Regions from separate parts of the Bombyx mori genome. Here region 1 is linked to region 2. Evidence: chromatin contacts called from public Hi-C data. All regions are on one chromosome and are shown on one strand. Each heading gives the region's core, a stretch centred on a gene start, on an enhancer-like site or on the middle of the called end of the contact. The rest is flanking DNA. Distances are from core to core; before and after follow the strand shown.

What was found. Hi-C and Micro-C count contacts between places; a contact is called where the count stands out from the background.
Region 1: a Hi-C map of midgut shows a contact between it and region 2, with 1.8 times the contacts expected there. The contact joins the enhancer-like site here to the promoter of LOC101738882 in region 2. A contact is called at or near these places in 6 of 7 Hi-C or Micro-C datasets (middle silk gland, midgut, posterior silk gland and 1 more).

The regions. Positions count from the first base shown.
Region 1 is chr4:18,058,023-18,060,749 of ASM3026992v2, reverse strand. The region is part of intron 2 of LOC101738882 (long-chain-fatty-acid--CoA ligase 4); the gene reads right to left. Among protein-coding and RNA genes, the nearest start is that of LOC101739121, 29 kb to the left of the region's middle. Within about 2 kb of position 1,274, at least 1 of the 8 cell types and tissues checked has open chromatin away from gene starts, as enhancers often do.
Region 2 is chr4:18,019,642-18,022,635 of ASM3026992v2, reverse strand. LOC101738882 (long-chain-fatty-acid--CoA ligase 4) reads right to left here and starts at 1,263. Exons shown (of 13, transcript XM_012690095.4): 1 at 1,108-1,263.

The sequences.
Region 1 (2,727 bases), core at 25-2,524, 38 kb before region 2:
CGGAGTCCATCTACCTCAACTACATTAATACCGTAACTGACCTTGAGAGACGAGTTCTAGTTATCTGTTCTATAGTATAACGGCTGATCCCCCTTCAAACGGGAACGCATTACTGTTTCGCGGCAGAAATAGTCCGAATGGCGGCACCTACCAGCGCGGGCGCACAAAACGCAATACGACCAGCTATAGGAAAGAGATGTTACTGGTATATTTGAATCTCTATGAATGTATCCAATTGCTTGCCTAATTCCAGAGATTATTAAAAACCATTAAGTATTGTCACTTGCAGTTTGATGCCGAGTTAGGAATCACATAAACACACACAAACACAAAATTCACCCAAAAACAAAATGTCTGTCTGTCATTCCGCGATTGCTTACTGTTTGCTTAATGTGTGTGTAACTGTGGTTTTGTTAATCCATATACATTGATAATTCATTTTCGAAACATTAATCAATGAAATAAGATTAACGGACGAAAACGGAAATATGTAAACTGACCTTGAGAAGTATTGATAAGACGACTTGAGTATTGATTCTACTAATTGATTTTGCTGTCAAAATTGCTGTTTTTTCCCTACCTACTTAATCGTTGATAACTTAAGGGGCCATTCCAATTAGGCGCGAATGAGCTCAACCTGCCAGAATTACTAACACTGCAAAATTACTCAAAATTGTTATCGTCCTGGAAAATGAATGACTCATATGATAATCACACGCATCAATCGACACATTGAATACCGGTGAATCATAATTTCGTCTGTCCTGGCTTTCTTTCGGTATCGAGGGAGATAATTTCGTGATAGTCTGGTTTAAAACAACAAAAAATAACGACATTCAAAATGTTTTGTAAGTTTTTAATAGGGACAGTGCTGAGTTCCGTGGCGATACCGCAGTACTAATCGACGATATAATCCCGACCAGTTCAGAGCCTCTGTAAGAGCCTACTTTAATAAAAACCTTATCTTCATCTCCAATTTCATCAAAAAGAAATATCCTGAATTATCCGCGATGACATTGAGAACGATGTTAAAGACGCCTGTCTGGCGCGGATCCAACAGTTGCCCGTGTAAATGCACATTTAGCAAACAAAGATATTAATTCGGCTGATGTGCTGAACCGGTCGTAACATACACACTACATTTTTATTTAATGTAACAAATAAAGAGCAATCCCACTAGCAAATTATAACAGTAATGTTTACAATTATTGTACACTATGAAACCGCCCTCTTCACTTGTTGGCATAATACCGTCGACAATTACTCTTGACACAGACTCGGTGGCGCAGTAGTAGCGGCTCTGACTGTTGCGGCAAGGGTCGTGGGTTCGATTCCTACATCAAGCAAACATTCGTGTCATGAACATTATTGTAAACGGTATGTATGTCGGTCTATGGTTCCCATAACCCTAACTCAAGCATCAGCCCGCTGAGTTTCTCGCTAGATCTCAGCGGGTCGCGATGCCGATAATAGATTCATTCGCGAAGCAGCTGCTCTTGAGTTGTTATGTCTCCTTTGGAGGTGCTCAAGCAGCTATTAGTAAGCCCCATCCCTCCTGGCGGAGCCTCTGCTCGCCCACCTGTCCTGGTGAAACTGGAAAGGCAGTAAGTGAGACAAAACATGCGGTTTCATCTTGTAATCGATTTTTATAACAGTCGACAACATAAAAATCTAAGTTTTTTTGTATTGCTTGGATGGGTGAACGAGCTCACAGCCACCTGGTGTTAAGTGGTTACCGGAGCCCATAGACATCTACAACGTAAATGCCGTCACCCACCTTCAGATGAGTTCTAAGGTCTCAGCGTAGTTACAACGGCTGCCCCATCCTTCGAACCGAAACGCGTTACTGCTTCCCGGCAGAAATAGGCAGGGTGGTGATACCTACCTATGCGGACTCACAAGAGGTCCTACCTACCACCAGTAATTACGCAAATTATAATTTTGCAGGTTTGATTTTTATTACACGATGTTATTCCTTCACCGTGGAAGACGATCGTGAACAACTGTTAAGTACGGTACGGTAAGAAAAATTGGTACCCGCCAACAGTAATATTTGTCGGCGAGCATGTATTTTTAAACAAAGCGGATAAAAAAAGACACGTAAAGACGTCACTACGTCTAGCCTAAACAAAGACAACCTACTTAAAATCCGAACAAAGACATTATATTGTCAGCTGTACTTAAAACAAAGAGAATAATATAAAACAAACATGATTGAAACGTTTACGAACGGCCTTATCGCTAGATGAATCTCTGCGGTTCATATTCATGAGAGCGATAGTCACGAATGAAGATCAAGTCGCGATTCAATCTTCTGTCCATAGCAATAAAATAAATGATTATTATACTCCATTGTGTGATTTTTATTAATTAAGTTACTTGAGACAACGATTGGTAATTTAGATAATAGAAAATTAACAATTAACATAATACTAACATTGTCATAATTTTTTTGTGCACTTTTTGTTTTTGTATAATTACTGAAAGAGAACGAGAAAATGTACTAAAATTGTTTAGAGGATTCACGTGTAATAACAAAATAGTTGTCGAAGGAAACTTGACATAATTATGTAGATCGAATCCACTATACAATACCATTATTTAGCAGCTGTTTTTTTTATTATCTAGGCTACTTCAGAAATGTTCCCATGAGGTTTATCTATACTAATCTATACTAATATTATAAAGAGGAAAGATTTGTTTGTTTGTTTGTTTCGAATAGGCTCC
Region 2 (2,994 bases), core at 14-2,513:
AATATTCTTGAAATTATTTGTAATAAATGAACATTTGTTACAGAAGAAAGCCATAAGGAGAAAGGAGAAAGAAACTAATGAAATTGCTTGAAATTGATATTGTATCAGAAAACTATTTATGACTGTCTGAGAGTATACTTAAATTTAAGTTTTATTTGTTGAGACACAGTTAAAATCTCACTTACTATACTACTACTAAGCCTATCTTTACAACAGCAGAGTTGGTTAAAGAAGTGGTGCATTTTGTGCAAAATCGTTTAATTTTTTAATTTTTTTTTTTCATCTTATTAATGAATACACATTCTGTCTAAAATAAATGAGATATTTTTGCTTTTGTTTTTGATTTCTTTGCTATTATAGTTTTTCCATCACTTTACTTTTAATGTCAGAGGAAATTTTAAGGAATACTAATTGGTTTATTAAATGGAATTTGAAAATCCCACTTCTGTTGCAAAGCTTTTATGCTTTCACAATTAAATTTAAATTTCGCAATTGAATCTTTAAACTCATTGTGGGTGAGAAAGCATGATGGAGGCATTCTCGTTCTGGTACCTATAGGCTTTGATAATCATTTAGACAAGATAAGCAAAAAACTCAGCAGCCTAACAATGAAAAATATTTAAAACTAAATGTTCAAGTTTCATAGAATAATATTCAATTCTTTTAATGTATAATTGTAGATTTTATTTATCGATATTATTAGATAGATATTATGTAGGTCAACGTATCTTTATTATTTTAAGCAATAATTTACGGAAAATTTAATTAAAAAATATAAATGAATTTACCTAAAACAGGTTTAACATGTGGTACGATACGAAAGTAGAAATCGTTTTTAATTAAACGAACGCAGTGAGCAGTAATCAATTTGATATAATTTTAACAGGAATGTGAAGTAATAATTCGTTAACAATTTAAAAAACGCGTGAAACATATATAAGATGTTTTAACGTAAACATTTAGATGCAGTGGTGTTTTTTTTTAAATTCCAATCAATTTTTGTAGGGTAGAAACTTCGTCAAATTCGTAGTTCTAGGTTATTGACTTTTGGATGAACACGTTTATTTACCTTAAAAAAATGTTTAGTATAAAGGAAAAAATACTTACGTTCGATGCCAGCGGTTCTTCAAAATAAATTAACACTTGTAAATGTAACACGAAATATTAAATAATCTTATTTAAATACAAAAAATCACCAACGTCATACACACTACCCGGCCCGGACACGACTAGAGTTCTCAAAATGCAGGTAACTTGACAGCTGTTTCAACGAAATATCGATTTGAGAATTTCAGTCCATCATTGTAAGTTTTGATAAATAAAAGTGATTATTTTTATGTACAAACCTTACAGTTTATTTTTATATCTTTTATTAAAGTTGCTGATTATATTTCTGTAATATTTAAAACTCATATTTAACTTTCAGGATTCCGATCTCATAGAGTTCGATTTATTTTGTGTCACTCTTGTGGCTCATCTCTAAACGTGTTGAATGTGGCGTATTTTTGTTTGTGGGCGGAGAAAGGCATGATATCAACCAATCAGGGTCTAGAAACTGGCATGGAAAAGGTGGCGTGATCGCTACGTCATAGACATGTACACCTATAGCTATAGCATACGCTATAATTCGCAACCGCTTTGATCAATAACTTAAAATTATGAATGAAAATCGTCCAGAATCATAGTTTTAGTTAAAAGGGCTTAGATTTTATAGAGTCCTCTTAATTAAATTAATGTGCGAAATGTACACTCACTGTCAGTATTTCCGAGCAATAATGTAATTACGAGTATTGTGCACTATCAATTTTTAACGAACTTTGGCATTGTTGTTTGAAATTGAATTTATCAGCGACATCTCTCGCTTGTATCGAGAAACGTAAACGGATTGCTGTTCAATTCTTTGTAAGAAACCACTAATATAATTATTAGTTATGTTTGAACTAAATCGTAAATCGTCCCGTATATCCACAAGACAACGTTTTTTTAGATGAACCTTCGTACCGCAGATTATTCATAAAATATTGGAACTCACTAAAAGCTCACAAATTCAATCCTAGATGGCGCTGTTTATCAAACACCTCGTTCAGACACTAAAAATAAATTGAAATGTTTTAATTGAATCTAAATAGTTTTTTAGTTTTATCAATTAGGTAAAACTATGGAGGATAGAGGTAAGGAGAACCGTCTCATATGGGAGAAGCTTGAAAAAGTGTCCCACTTTCAGCACTAAATAACAGTTCAAAAATTCACCATAGGCACAGGGTATGAAGGTGATATGAATCTTCGCTAGAAGTAATAGTGTTCTGTGATATGAATTGAGCAGTTGTTAACTGATTGAAGTATGCTGAGTTAGGAAATTCATTATTTTTAATGACTAGAGTAGTTAGTGACAGTGTAATATACAAGACCAACGTACGTTACGTAGTCCAAACTAATTTCGTCAATATAACCTAAAATTATTGCTGTGGTAAAACGTAGAGACATCGATTGCATTTTCTTATCACCTTTAAATAAAATATAATAATTTTTGTGATTTTGTAGTGCTTACAGTTCTTTCGTCCTTTTTTATATCTAATAACTTTCAGCGCCTTTTTAAAATTTACCCGGTTGCTACTGTAGCGCCACTCTTATTTAACAGATCTTAACGGACACTTTTTCACACACAGAGACGGTTCTCCTTACCTTTACCCTCCATAGGTAAAACAATATTATAAATAGCTCACAGCTCCATGAATAAGACGTTTTATTGTTAGAGCAAGCACATTACTTCTCAGAGATTTTCATGACGTATGCAAGCGTAGTATTCGCTCACGCGGCCTGCACCAACTTGAAGCCCCTTCAGGTCATTCAATCCCGATTCTGCAGGATAGCCAGGGTTCCTGAGGAACGTGGATCTCCACGATGACCTGGAGCTCGACTCTGTCAGTAAGTATCTACAGTCGGCATCGATGCGCCACTTCGACAAAGCGGCACGACACGAGAACCCTCTCATCT